Linked DNA regions of Gossypium hirsutum: regions 2 and 3 are each linked to region 1. A link is a contact called in public Hi-C data. All regions are on one chromosome and are shown on one strand. Each heading gives the region's core, a stretch centred on a gene start, on an enhancer-like site or on the middle of the called end of the contact. The rest is flanking DNA. Distances are from core to core; before and after follow the strand shown.

Evidence for each region. A called contact is a pair of places that touch in the nucleus more often than the background predicts.
Region 2: a Hi-C map of leaf shows a contact between it and region 1, with 2.0 times the contacts expected there. The contact joins the promoter of LOC107901119 here to the promoter of LOC107901128 in region 1. A contact is called at or near these places in 3 of 34 Hi-C or Micro-C datasets (leaf, petal and seedling).
Region 3: a contact with region 1 is called in a Hi-C map of leaf, with 3 times the contacts expected there. The contact joins the promoter of LOC121218377 here to the promoter of LOC107901128 in region 1. A contact is called at or near these places in 6 of 34 Hi-C or Micro-C datasets (hypocotyl, leaf and petal).

The regions. Positions count from the first base shown.
Region 1 is chrD06:12,974,957-12,979,914 of Gossypium_hirsutum_v2.1, reverse strand. It overlaps LOC107901128 (probable acyl-[acyl-carrier-protein]--UDP-N-acetylglucosamine O-acyltransferase, mitochondrial), which reads right to left and starts at 2,351. Exons shown (of 12, transcript XR_001685141.2): 1 at 2,098-2,351; 2 at 1,927-2,006; 3 at 1,440-1,564; 4 at 1,228-1,336; 5 at 974-1,066; 6 at 747-863; 7 at 569-652; 8 at 294-398.
Region 2 is chrD06:13,221,860-13,226,817 of Gossypium_hirsutum_v2.1, reverse strand. It overlaps LOC107901119 (enhanced ethylene response protein 5), which reads right to left and starts at 2,893. Exons shown (of 13, transcript XM_041095720.1): 1 at 2,560-2,893; 2 at 2,321-2,457; 3 at 2,108-2,201; 4 at 1,928-2,017; 5 at 1,745-1,810; 6 at 1,345-1,434; 7 at 1,208-1,264; 8 at 911-972; 9 at 208-295. The coding sequence starts at 2,727.
Region 3 is chrD06:13,147,247-13,152,204 of Gossypium_hirsutum_v2.1, reverse strand. LOC121218377 (tetraspanin-2) reads right to left here and starts at 1,901. Exons shown (of 2, transcript XM_041095550.1): 1 at 1,749-1,901; 2 at 1,338-1,649. The coding sequence starts at 1,901. The coding sequence ends at 1,338. It overlaps LOC107901122, which reads left to right. Exons shown (of 7, transcript XM_041095717.1): 5 at 324-409; 6 at 627-747; 7 at 1,012-1,318. The coding sequence ends at 1,089. It also overlaps the pseudogene LOC107901124.

The DNA.
Region 1 (4,958 bases), core at 1,102-3,601:
GCAAATATCAAACATCTTCATAGGACGGTGAAAGCATACACAACTCAAGAAATGAAGGCAGGAATACAAACCGAAGTAAATGCAACTTAGAATAGTTTCAGGCTGCACAAAATGCAGGTAGCTAAAAACCTCAAGCAAAATCCAGATGACAATGATATGAGATTTTAATTGGTGGAAGACTACATCAACAAATAAAGGAACCTTTTCAACTAACGTCTTATCTATCTTACACTAATAGTATGATAGAACTAAACTATAAGCCATCATAATAAAAGTTGAATTTTTCCAACAACCTCTGTGACTTGGAATCCACAACGCCGAAGACCCTCAAAATTCAAACCACGAAGCTCAGCTCTATCTCCAGAAACCATCATGTACTTTGGGACATCTTGCGAAACCTTCATGCATAGAAATGAATAGCAAACATGGTTCAATTCTTTTTGTAAATGCAAAAAGAAAATGCTTAAAAGTCTTCGGCACTATGATTGAACTGTCCTACAGGTGGACTACGCTACTAGTGGGCTTAATTAGCATCTTTTTGCAGTGTAGGTCATGTATGCAATCATACCACTGATCCACCACCGATGAAAGAAAATGAGCCAATATAACAAAATTGATGAACAACAGTAGCTCCTCCAGTGTGCACATAGTCCTACATTGTAGCACTTGAATCAAGTTCTAAGCAGAGACTGTTGTCTACAAGAGAAAAATGCAGAATGACTCCAACAAACATTAAGAAGACTTACCTCCACGATGACATGTCCTGCCAGGAGAGTGGTATTAGCAAATATATTATTGTTACCAATTTTGCAGTCATGTGCAATATGACAAGACCCCATGATGAGATTGTTATCACCAATAACCTGATAAGACAGCTAGTTAAGAAAGGGAAGAAAAGGACTAGAGAATATACACATGTTTCTTACTATGATATAAGTAAACAAATACGTGGTTATTTTATATTCTTATTTACCGTTCTATCACGTGACTTTGAAGATCGGTGGATTGAAGTAAATTCTCTGATCTCATTGTTGTCCCCAACATCAAGAAAACATTCATCCCCTAACTAATACCACAGAAATACAAGGACAAGATCATATTTTTTTTGCTAAAGTTTAACATTTGAAGCATAGTGCATCAATGTTGTCGATATGTACATGCGAGATACATCTAGTCATTAGCAGCATGCAATTGATTATGCACCAAAAGCATAATAAGATAAGTTACCTTGTACTTCATGTCTTGGCATTTAATACCAACCACGGCATGATGCCCGATGATGTTATTGCATCCTATTACAGTATGCCCAGGAAGTTCATCACCAACCACCGCACCACTGCCTGATAAAGTTTAGTACTTAAATAAATTACAACATAAAATATATATATTTCTAACAGAACCTTACAAAGAAGATGAAAAAGCAGCCAAATAAAACTCACGTCATCAAAACGCAGTGGCTCCCCAATTCTGTATTCCCAAAAATATGGCTGGAAGGATGCATTTGACACCCATTTCCTAGTTTTGCCGAAGGACCAATTGTACATAAAGGACCTACTGAAACACCCTGTGCCATTAATTTCGAAATTTTAGTGAACCTATAGACTATAGCTAAATGAAAAGGCAATTAGAGAAGTATATCTCTTTATTACACCAATAAATTAAGCTGCTTTGAAGTAAAAAAAAAAAAGCTTTGAAAGTTTTACCCTTATTTATTCTTCTGGGTTGATTTAATCTTGGTATCAAAAGACAATTCAACAAGAACCATTGGTAAAGGAGCAAATTGATTGACAGGGAAAAGCCAACAAAGAACTTAGGTTTTACAGTCAAAACAAATCACAGATTTCTGATACATGAACACCAGTGCCTCTTAAGAGAAAAGAAAGCGGCAGCTATTAAACAAAGAAGAGAGAGTAGAAAACAAAGCACCTGGCCAATCACAGCATTGGGATGAACAATTGCAGTGGGGTGTATAAAGCTCGTCCCCTCCTTTTTCTCTTCGAAAACATCTGTTTCACAATCACATACAGAGAAGAAGCCCACTCAACAAGTTGTTCAATCTTCATATTATGATATATTAAAGAGAGAGGAAGGGTTTACAGTGGAGAGTTGTAGAGAGGCGCTGCAAAGATAGTGAAGTGAGAGAAGAACTTAAAGGCCTTCGAAACTTGAGCAGCGAATTCATAGATTTTCGCTCTCAGTCTTTGGCAATAGCTGATATTTTTCCGACCTGTTTTATTTTTTGAACTTTTAACAGAGTTGAAAGTTAGAATGTTTTCGCTTCGGCCGCTATGTTGTTGCCTGCTTTGTGAAAGAGGTTTGACCTGTCTTGTCCTCTTCATCCCAGATTTTACTCGTTTGTAGCGTACTATTTTACTCACATTAAATCTAGACTGTTCGTTTGTCCGACTGGACGCTTGATGTATGGAAGGAGATCCACATTTGACCTCAAAGAACTCGGTTATTGAGGCCCAGTAATTCTCGGACTACGGCCTACACGAGGCCCAGTAATTGATAAGATTCAATTCATTAAATTCTACCAAAAATGTGATTTTCTTATGTTCTGTATTTATTTATTTATGATATAAAATGGTGAATTTGCATCAATGATCTTTGAAATTGGCCGAAGATTAGGAATTAGTTAGGTGTCGGTACGAAGAATGACATTGAACCGTTTGGATTTAGAATCAGTACGGATCGTTTGAACTGACAATTGAACTGAGTTTTATTATTTTTTAATACTTTTTATTGTTTTAAAATTTTTATAATTTTTTTATCGAACTAATTGGACTGATCAAACCAACAAACCAATGGTCTGACCGATTCAACTATTGCTCTGGTTTTAGAAATATTAGTTTGCATTTGAGATTATGTGTCAAATAATATACTTCATGAAATATTAAAGGTGTGGTAAGATGTGTTGAGTCCATATATTTTATGAAAGAAATTTATTTGTAAAATGATTTTCATAATTTTATGGTGAATTTTCATTTGGAAAAATAAATATCAGAATTTTTAAATTTTCATTGGAAGGAAGTATTTTTTATTATTTAAATTCTCTTTTCAAATTTTAAGGTGGAATTTGTGCTTTGTTGATAGAGAGTTTCAATAAGGGAGGAGATAAGGAGAAAGTAGTTATGACAGGAGGGTCGGTTCACCTGTGACATGTCACAAACTGTGGGTCAAAGCTTGTGACCAATACGCATAAAACGCCCCATAGAGTTCAATTTATTAAACGGGGTTCATTTGACCCACATGAATTGACTTGATTCGTGGAACTCGTGGAGAAACCCATCTACTTGAAGCCTTGATAGCCTAGTGAAACACTCCAGTAAAACTAGAGTTATCAGGGTAAATAGTGTAAATCCTAAATGATAAGATTGTATAGAGCTTAAATCCCTTACGACTCTTAACTGTAGATGGGAAGTAATCTTAGCCGTTAATGTAAATCGATCTGTACTGTTAAATTTGGAGGAGTTCAACTATCAATAGAGGTTTCCCCCTTCATTTGTAATCATTTTATTCTTTCTGAGTTAAATAATATTAAGAGCGTTTACTCAACCACTTGGTGTGCATTTTTTTTTTGTAACTATTCTGCTCTTTTAAGTTTATTTTGTCTTTGAGATTGCTTCCGCTATATTTTCAGTGCCTTAGAGGAATTCTGCGAGAATCCTCACTTTGCGAGAGTTAGTTGACTTAGGTGCATTTGAAGTGAAGAAATCACTTAAGGGCATGCGGATTGTGAAACGAAAGGTCTAGCCCTGTGACAGTTAGTATCAAAGCTAAGGTTGCGAAGGCATTGTTCAAGACGTCAAAAGAAGTTGTTGATCAGAATGAGTCAATGGAGACCCGTGGAAGGGTCAGGAAAATAAGTCGATCGAGGGATATGTTGTCGACTTTAAATGGTAGAGTGGCCAAACTTGAAGGCTCTAACGGTGATGTGAAGGAGACCCTCGAGGAAGTTGATGAGTGTAACACAGAGCTGGAAACGAGGCATCATCAGCTCAAAGACCAAGTAGCAAGGGCCTTCAGTGACAATATGGATGCAAGGGATCCTAAATAAAATTTTGGGTGAGGTAACTAAGAAGAATGATACTCTCGAGGCTATGGTGTCAACCTTGAAGGAACAGCTTAAGGAGCTCAAAAGGGAGCTCAATATCTACAAATTTTCTTTTGGTAATAGGGTGTTGGCTGCGACATCTATGCCTAAGATAGATATCCCATTGCTGAAAGAGTTCAGTGGGATGAGGTCCAAAAAGGATGTAAAGAACTTCTTGTGGGGGATGGGGCAATACTTTCGTGCTAAAGGAATCATGAATGATGCTACTAAGGTAAATATTTATGCCATGTATTTTATTGATGTTGCTTGGTTATGGTGGTGTCGCAGGTCCATAGATGAAAGACGAGGTGGTACTGCTATTGGGACTCGACACGAGTTCCATAGAGAATTCAAGGCACAATTTTACCTAGAGTATGCCAAGGATGAGACTCGAGCTAAGTTGCGTCGGCTTATGCAACAACTCACAGTAAAGGAGTATGTACGGGAGTTTAGCGAACTCATGCTCTAGATTTTCGATTTAGGTGAGAATGAGACATCTCATTTAAGGATGAGTTAAAGTCGTGGACGTGTAACGCTTAGGTTTGTGCAAGTGTACACAGTCGTTATCAAGTAATAAAGTAAGTAATAGAGTTATTATCTCCACAAGGACTATGTATGTTAATAAAGTAATTATAAAATTAAAGTTAACAATTTGGTGATAAAAATAATTTGAGTGATGATGATTAAGTTAAATTGAATTATCTAAATGCAAGATGATCTCCAATACAATTTAATCTAAATGTAAAGTATGAGATGAGATGTATGAAATGAGTTTAGCAGCAAAAACACAAAATTCAACAATCAATAACGTGAATATGCTACGATAATTACACTATTCAACTTAGTTTATTTTTCTCATGCT
Region 2 (4,958 bases), core at 1,644-4,143, 250 kb before region 1:
ACTAATTTGATGCATTGAAACAATAGCCAAAGCTTTTAGAAAATAAATGCAATTTTCCTTTTTCATTCATCTGATTTTCTTTTGTTCCCTTTAATATTAAATCACACCATATATACATCTCCAAAAAAAGGCCAGAGTATAAAGCATCTAGATGTACGTAAGGACTACATAGAAAGAAAAATAAGTACAATAAGAGAGAAACTGTACCTCAAGGAGGTTATACTTCTCTAGGAGGCAAGTTTTAGGTAAGATGCCCAATGAAAGCTTGACTGGTATCAAGTATTTCAATATCATCCTACAAAAATCAAACCAAATAAGAAGCAAGAAATGCTAAAAACTAGACTTAACCTGCTACCTCATGTCAAAGTTTGATGCAGAAGTAAGATTATGTAAAACAAGTTGCTCGACAGTTTAGCATTGATTTATATTTATCCAGTGAATTTGAATGATGACGATGTTACTACAGTTCTATCATTTTCCAAGCTCTAACGTCAAAGAATCCACAACTGGGATTTTGGATTACATTGAAGATAGAAATCACTTTGTATGAATATTAAAGGAGTTCTTTTAGTACTGAAAGAAAAATTAACTTCATCCACAGCTAGTTCGGATTAATTTTGATACTTCCATGAATATAATAAATTGAGAGGAAAAAAAAACAGAATGACATTAATGATAAGTTGAAAAATCGTCAAGAAATAGATTAGAAATACTAGTTGAAATGAAATAAATTTGAAGCATATGTGTTTGAGGCAGTTACATTAAAAGAGGAAAATTTTCACCTAGTTGTCAAATGCCACATTAGACATCAAAATGATCAATGCAGCTACAACTTTTAATAAGGCAGTTATTATGACTTCTGTACCATGCAGATGCAAGATATATATACCAAAAGCACACATAAACAAACCTTATATTTGCTTCTCTAAGAGGGTTGCAATGTGTCAAGGCATATGATAATTTATGGTCAGCCTGCCCAGTCAAACAGCATATAGGACAAAGAGTAAGTTCCCATTATATTGAATTTCTTCTCACTCTTAAAACCAGATAAAATTAGTAATGAGAAGCTCGGGTGCTAGATATAAGCAGGGTCCCAAGTCTAAATGATTAATCATGTTAGACAAACACACGAAACACAATCACAAATGAAGTTTATATCTCAAAAGGAAAGAAGGAAAGCTTTCTCCATGGAAATTAGATCACTTACAGCAGGAAAATTTTCATTAAAAACTTCCAAACGCCCAGTGTAATACATGTAGGTGACCTGGAAAAGGAGGAAGCATTCATCAAATGGATTGCCGTTTGTACAAATGGAAAATTCCAGGGGGAAGATAAAAGATTTACCTTGTCTCTTCTAGGAAATTCTTCAAAGTCAAAAATACGAGCAGTTTCAATACTTCTTATTACACTTCGACAGAGGTGTACTGTACCAAGCTGCAAAATAAAATTTAATGTTCATACGCAGCATAGTCAATTGTGCCTTTCTCAGCTCAAAAAGAAGATACTCATAACTGATGTTGGGATGGAAAATCATTTGAATTTCTTTTGTTGTGCATGGTGGAGAAAGAGAACACAGTATCCTAGGCCGGGGGCAGAGAAAAATCTTAAAATGCTTCTTAACCTCATACCTAGTTCTAAGCATTCAATCCATTTTCCAAAACCAAATTCACCATAAATATAGAACACCAAGCCAAAATATTATGTGCAAAGCAGAAAGCTAAGTTAGAAGAAACATAAATATCACCTTGAAGTAGATTTTAAACAGTTGGCAAGTCACATATAATGCTCCGACACGTTTTGGGCCTTTTCCCTGGAATCCATGTGTCAGAACCAACAATTAGGAACAATGGCAATTAATTCAGCAAATGAAGTCTAAGCAACTTGATAATAGGCAGATAAAGTATTTTTAGAAGACAAAAGAACCTACAGCGAGAACACCAAATACTTTCATGAGGAATGAGCCAGCTCCTTTCAACTTCTCAGGGGACTTTCCATTAGAAGACAACTCTCTATCAGCCTACAATTACAATATCCCAAACTCAATTTACATAAAATTCAAATTGTTTTATGAGAAACCATAAACTACAAGGTTTTGCCATCAATATACCCTTTCAGCAAGAACCCTAATTTCATAAGCAATAACATACAAAGCCTCCAATGCCCACGCTGATTCCCAATTTCGAAACTCCTGAATAAAAGCACTGCCATTACAAGATTCCAACAATTACCACATTGCATAAGCCTCTCTAATTAATTAAAGAAAAGACTGAACAGTATCTTGAAAACCTAAAAAAAAAATAAACGGAAAAAAGTAAATTACTTTGCAAATTTTTCAAACGCATGGTAGGCTTCAACCAAGTTTCCAAGTCTGTAGCTTTGCAAAGAACGAAAAAGCGGGGCCAAAATCTCACCAAACTGGGAAAACTTATCCGATTGTTTTATCAATCTATTAGCATCCTATCACAAAGAAAAATGGGAAAATATTCAAAATTTGACAAATTTCCTTTGACTCCTTAAACAATAGATAACAAGAACAAGAAAAGAAGAAGAGAGATAGACCTGGAAGAAGTTTAGGACGTCAGCAAGGGAAAGGAGAGAAGGTGAGTTGGAGGAGAAGGAAAAGAGCTGAGCAAGGGAAGCTACATCTTGGTACGAAACGGCGTCGCAGAACTTGTTTAGGTAATCTGTGATTCTTCTGTGGGCTTCTCCCATGCTTGGGTACGCCATTGCTGCGCTAACGTTTTGATTCTTGTGATCTTATCAACCAATATTTATGTATAAAAATTGTCTTTCTTGATTAGCTGCTCTGCAACTTCAACACTAGTTTGTAGTTTCCCACCTAGCTTTTAAATTACAAAAATAATCCCTTCGTTTATTTAAGGTTGCGTTTTGGTTACCGAAGTTTCAATTGCTAGGTAACAGCTACACAAGTTATCCATTCATAACAATTTGATCATCATGTCATCACTCGACTTTAAGAGTGGGATATTCATAGTTGGGCTAAAATCAAATTAATCGATCAAACCGATCTAATTCGGTTAATTGATCGGTGGGCAAATTTAGTTTAGTTGAAGATCAGTTAATGATTTTTTTAAATTTTGATTATCGATTAATTCAGTTCGAAATCGAGTAATTAACCGAATTAACTAATTAACCAAAATATTTGTTGTTTTTAAGACTTATGTACTATTTGGTTGTTAACTTTCAAGACTTATGCAGTGTTTCTATGTTTTATTTGTTGTTTTTACCTCTATTTAAAAAATTTTAAACTATTAAATAAAAGAAAATGAACATTAGCAATGTATTTTTTATATGTTTTATACTTATTTAAGACAAAAACACGTAAATTTCATTTAACTGACCGAATTAATCGAAATATTTCGATTTGGTTAATGTATTTGAAAAAAAACTTCGATTCAGTTAGCAATTAAAGATTTTTACATTTTGGATAATTCAATTAATAATAATTCGGTTTGGGTATTAACCAAACCGATTGTTTGAACATCCCTATTTAAGAGTGTAACAAGAATCACAAGTGATGTTAAATGTTGATTGGCTTCCATGTCATCTCCACGTAATTTAAACATGTTTTTTTTTAAATTTCTTTATATTCTTTTTTTTCTTTTCATTTCTTTTCTTACCGTCTATTTTAGAGCTATCCAAGGGTCAAGTTACTCGCTCAAGTCCAAAAGCCCTCTCGAAATATGGGAGGGTTTAAACACGTAGACAAAACCTGAAAAATGAACTTGAACAAAAATACAAGCCTACTTTCTAATAAATCTAGTTTTAGGTAGAATTTTTAAAATTCGAGCTTAGCTCGACCCGATTTGTAACACCCTTAACCCGTCTCCGTCGTCGAATTAGGGTTTCGAAGTATCACCAAGCAATTCCAAACAATTTATATCAAAATGTGTCATTCAATATTAAGTAACGAAAACTCGTTAAAAACCTATAAAAAATGCAATTTGGGCCTTAAATTGGGCTTTCGAGGCCTTAAAAATGTTTAGAAACAATTTGGGACTAATTTGAAACAAATCAAAGGTTTTAAGAAAAAGTTGTAAAAATGTGAAAACAGGGGTCACATGGCTGTGTCCCAGCCCATGTCCTCACCCGTAACTCACTGAGTAGGGTTACACAGCCGTGTCGCAGGAGGTGTGCCAGGTCGTGTAACTCTCTGACTTGCCACACACGGCCATGTGCCTCACTAACTTAAAACATTAGGAATTTCACAAATGACACACGACCGTGTCGCCAAGCCGTGTGACATTGATAGCCCGTGTCCCAGGCCATGTGCACCAAATTTGACCCAAAAATCATGCTATTTTAAGATCAAACCATACCTATTCCACCACTCCAATTATGTACACATTCAATAGACCTAGGCACTACTCCAACACACCTAAATGTACCAAATCAATCAACCTGTTTCATCCAACCAATATGTCATTCAAAGGCACCACATATATACATTAAACATTTATTCTAAAATATGATCAAAAGACCTATTTTATAAGACATTAAGCAAATAAGCATTTCATTATGACTAAAACCACTTCATTCAAAAACTAAACATCAAGGTGTTCATATATGCATTATATATGTATACTTGTTTCATCAATACAAAACATACCCTAAGAAAACACACATCTCATTCAAGAACTACATCTATCAACTTTTCAAAACCACATATTTATCTATATATACATGCCACTACCCAAAGATACAAAAACTACCAACTTAGATGGATAGTGTGAGCCTGTTGGTTGATCCTTCCAAAGAGTCAGCAATGATTATCTACAAAACAAGCCACAAAAACCCGTAAGCTTACATAGCTTAGTAAGGACATAGTATAACATTTAATCTAAATACAATTAAACACGATTCACATTTTATTTGATTACTAAAATTTCAAGAATACAAATGATGAGATTATGTAACTATATAATGTTCTCAAAGAT
Region 3 (4,958 bases), core at 652-3,151, 170 kb before region 1:
GCTGTTCATGACATTATTACCTTAAATAATTGTCTTTGTAGGTTCTAACAGAATATGTTGTGCAAGACTTAAATTTGAAACCTAAGCTTCCCTTTGAAGATAATTCCTTTGATGTCATTACCAATGTGGTGGGTGTTTTTTCTCCTCTCGTCCATAACTCCTTTCCTTTTGCATTAGTTATTCCTTTCCCTCTTCTCCTTGTTTTTCCATTTTAGATGAAATGAAAGATACTTGAGAATATTTTTGCACTTCCTCTCTGAAAGCTATGCTTTAATGACCTACCTCCGAGTTAAGGATGGCGTTTTAAGGATGTAATCTTGTAGGTCAGTGTTGATTATCTAACAAAGCCTCTTGATGTTTTCAAAGAGATGTGCCGGATTCTTAAGCCTGGTGGATTGGCTATAATGAGGTGAACTTTTCATCTACTTCTAACTAATCGTTGCATCGAAGCTTAAGATCAAACTTTGTCCCATTTTTCTTTCTATTCCTTGTTGACTCTATAGCCTGCATGATTTTTTTTTCCTCGGCTTATGTTTCTCATTCCTATTACATCTTCCATTTCTTTGTTCAACCATTTTTATTTTATACACTTCTTTGAACTTAAACGTGACTCATTTCCGAAGCAGTTTTTCAAATCGCTGCTTTTGGACAAAAGCAATCTCTATATGGACATCCACTGGTGACACCGATCATGCTTTGATTGTTGGGTCATATTTCCATTATGCTGGCGGATTTGAACCTCCTCAGGTAAACAATATTTAATATTTTGTCTCATAATAGGCTCTTCACCCCTCAAGTTTTTCTTGGACAACCATTAGCCGGCAATCTCTTAAGTCTATATACGCTGTTGCAAATATTTTAAGATAAGCCCCAAAGTTTCCAAATGGAAACTAGGTGTTGCCAGTCTGCATTGATGTGAATACGTGCTTTATGTATATATCCAATTTAAAAGCACCCAAGTTTATGGTAGACACTAATCTGAGCCTAAAAGAAATCCATTTTTGTCTACAGGCTGTTGATATATCTCCTAATCCAGGACGCTCAGATCCTATGTACATTGTTTACTCTAGGAAGCTTTCTACTGCTTAAGAAGCTATCACTATCAGTCTGAAGATTATGAGGATTTTCTTCCTATCAATGAGTTTTCTTTTTTGCACAAATCCAAGAACCTTATAGTCGTGAAGAAGTTGATAATTTGAAATTGTATTCTCGTTTTCATTAATTACAGTGTAATAAGTACCCTTCCTCACTGTCCACGCATTTTCTAGATATAAGAACCATAACATTGGAATACATACAGCAGACACATTGAACCAAAGGTTATTTTATTTTATTTTTTAAGTCCAACCCTGTTTGTAGCGGTTGAAGAGGTCCTCCGTTTGGGCATTCTTGAAGGCACTGCAAGCAATGATATAGACCCATATTAGTACCACCACTGCCACAATGAGAATTATGTTGGCTTTCCTCCATTCTCTCCTCAGGTTCCCCAGCAGACCAGCTTTGCATGAGTTGCAGTTATAGCAGAGTTGGGTCTGGTCATTGCTCCATAGGTTGCAGTCAGGGTCCCCTGCTGGGTTCACCGGGTTTGTCCACAACGTTGGGTTCACAAAAATGTAGCCACATATTGTTGGAGGCTTACAACACCCTGACTATCAAACATAACAAAAATGAAAGATTTAAACCAAAAACAAAACAACAACAAAAAGGAAAAAGGATAAAGTAACACCTCCTCTCTAAACAATGCCCACATAGTCACCATGTGTTGCCAAAGCTGGTAATTGTTTATAAACTTCATTCGGCGTTGCTTGGTTGCCCCACAGCACACGACATGTGCTTGAACTAATGATCTTGTGGATTAAACCGATCCATCCATGAGGGGGGCCGATGAACTCTGGTGTCATTGTTTTCCCTAAATTAAAGATTAAGCCCATAATAGTGGGTCCTACTTTATGGTCTTAGTGAGGTGAGTGGGCCCCGCTTTAGGACATCAAATCATGTCCTGTTCCACCAACTTGGGAGTGTGTGATCAACGTAAATTCAATCATCCAATAACCATCAACAAAAGGATCTATCTTCACTGGGAAAACCAGTTAAAAAATGCGGAAAAGAAAAACAATGTCATAGGAGGTCGTTGAAGATTAAAAAAAAAAAAAAAGCTTTAAAGTTACAGTGAGGAAAGTTAAGATCTAAAGACCAGTTTGGTTAGAAGAAGTAATTCCTCTGATATTTCAGGTAAATAGCAATGAACTTAATCTGTTTGATGGCTTTACTATACAATAACAAATGGAAAATTTAAAAGGGTACTCGTATTTTCATCAAAGAATAAGAAATATGGCCATAATTGAAACGATTTACCTGAAGAGGAGAGAGATGAGTAGCAAAAAACTGATCAGCGGTGATGAACTGTTGAGTCAACTTAGGACAGACATCGGTGTCAGCCAAACTATCCCTGATCTTATTCCAGCTCTTGGAGTCAACTACATGGTTTGTAAGCCAGCTAGAGTAGCCATCAAGCCTATACTCCTGGTAACCCCTTCCAGGCACACCGTAGCTCCCATCAGGTCTGGTAACGATGAAGGCAAATACCAGCAAGATGAGGAGGAGACCAATGAGGATGGCCATGCAGCAAAGATAGAAGGCCAACGGTGTTTCCTTGTTGCAGTAGGCACCGACAAAGCCAGCAAGAGAGACAAGGAGGATGAGGAAACCAAGGAGAACGACTGGCCATCACAAAAGGTGGATGCAGCCGTTGTCAGGCTGTTGGGCGAGCCAGATGCCAGCTGCCATGATGGGGATGGAGCAGAGGAAGGCTACGAAGTTGAGAACTGCTGTTATGTTATTGGCTACTCCCATGATAGGTTCAAGGAAGAGAAGAGTTTAGGAGAGAATTTTGAGACCGTGTTTGAAGTTGGAAAGCTCTTTTAATGGCTCATATGTCAGAAACCAGTAAACATCTTAATCTTGATTACTTACATTCCCAACAAATCTGTAAGGTTACCATGTGATATTTGATTTGGTTTTAAACAGGGAAACGTTTTAAGAAGTCAAAATGGTAAGGGAAAATTGAGGCCGAGTTACTAAAAGGTCATTCGATTTTTTTGGTAAAGAGAAAAGTGTGATTTCCTCTGTTTTTTAAGTCGTCGATTCTCATGAATCACGATTTCATCTAATCTGGCTCCCATTGATTAAACTTTAATCATCTTACGGAAGTCTCTTCCTTGAATTCCAAATTAAGAACTGTTGAAAAATATGAAATTGACAATTTGGTGTTAGTGCCCACCAACTATGTATGGGGCCTATTCTCATATTTAAGGTGTTGGGTAATTTATTGAACTGATTATTTTAACTATATTGATTATATAGATGATATCTAGCTTATTATGGGAGATCATATCACTTGGAGAATCATATATTGGTGATTAGGTTGAACAAGATTTCCCTTATCTAATCTCTTAAATCGAGAAAATTGTATTGGATTGATTCACTAAAGACATAGCCGTCTAGAATCCTTATTTATCTTTTTGTATTAATATTATCTTGTATTTAGCTTATATAGTGGTTGTTTTATAGTGATTGTGATAGATCTTCTTATGTAAGCAAGTCTCGAACTCTATAGAATTGAGAGACTTATATACATTTATGTATATAAAGAGTTGAGCACTTAATTTATTCTAAGTAAGAAACCTTATTTTATAAGGGCATATTGATAGTAAAACCTTTGTGTTGTGATTTTAATTGCTAGGTGAATTTAGTGGTGAAAGTATCGAGTCTTCAAAGTATAAGGGTGAAGGAAATTATCATGGGGGTATAATTGAGTAGGTTTACTTTGTGCCATTAATAAAGAGAGTGAATATTTCTCATTGAGCTAGGCTCTACAAACGTAGGAAAACTGAACTGTGTAAACATCTTTCTTGTATTTTGTTTATTTATTGTTTTCGTTTAGTGGTTGAAGGAGTGTCCAATACCTTAGGCACCACTTCACTTGAGCAGTTTGATTCTCAGCAAAGTTTTAATTATTTAAATTGGTATCAGAGCCTCCCACTTAAGGTAGGCAGTGGAGACCCGTGGTGTTGCTAAATCCAAGCTATGGAATGTTATTCTACTTTAAAACTCCCTATGCTAGAAGTTGACAATTATGCTTACTAGAAAGCACATATGAAAGCATACATTAAATCTATTGATGAGAAGGCATGGAGAGTTGCATTGACTGGATGAGGATAACCCAAAATGGATACTAAGATGGTAGAATTATAAAGCCAGAAATATAGTGGACTACTGTTGAAGAAAGGCTTGCAAACATAAACTCTAAGACCTTACATGCAATATTTTGTGAAGTGGATATGCAAGGGTTTAAGAGAATTGCTAAATGCATAGTTGCAAAGGTTGCCTGAGATATATTGGAGATTGCTCGTGAAGGTACCTTTACTATTAAAAAAAAAGAAAATACAATTGCCAACATCCAAATTTGAGAGCCTGAGAATTTAGCAATCAGAAACTATTGGAGAGTACTATGCAAAGTTATATAATCTTTCAAATCAGACATTTGCATTGGGAGAGGAATATTCAAATGCCAAGTTAGTTAGTAAGGTGTTGAGGTTTCTCCTTAAGAGATTTTCTATTAAGGTCACTATTATTGAGGAGGCTAAATATATTGAAAGTTTGGTAATCGATGAACTTATTGGCTCTTTGCAAACTTTCGAGATAAACCTTAAGGATGTCAAACGCAACAAGACAAAAGGTGATAGAAACATTGCTTTCCAAGTGGGTGAGGGAGTGCCAACTTTCCAAAACACTGCAATTGAGAAACTCTAGGAATAGGTTGCTTCACTTACACAAAACTTAAACAAAGCATTCAAAAAGCAGTCAAGCAGAATAAATAAGTACAAAACCAACACAAATGTTCCCAGAAGTGGATCCATAGGGGAGGTAATCAAAGAGGAATCCGAGAAAGATTAGGA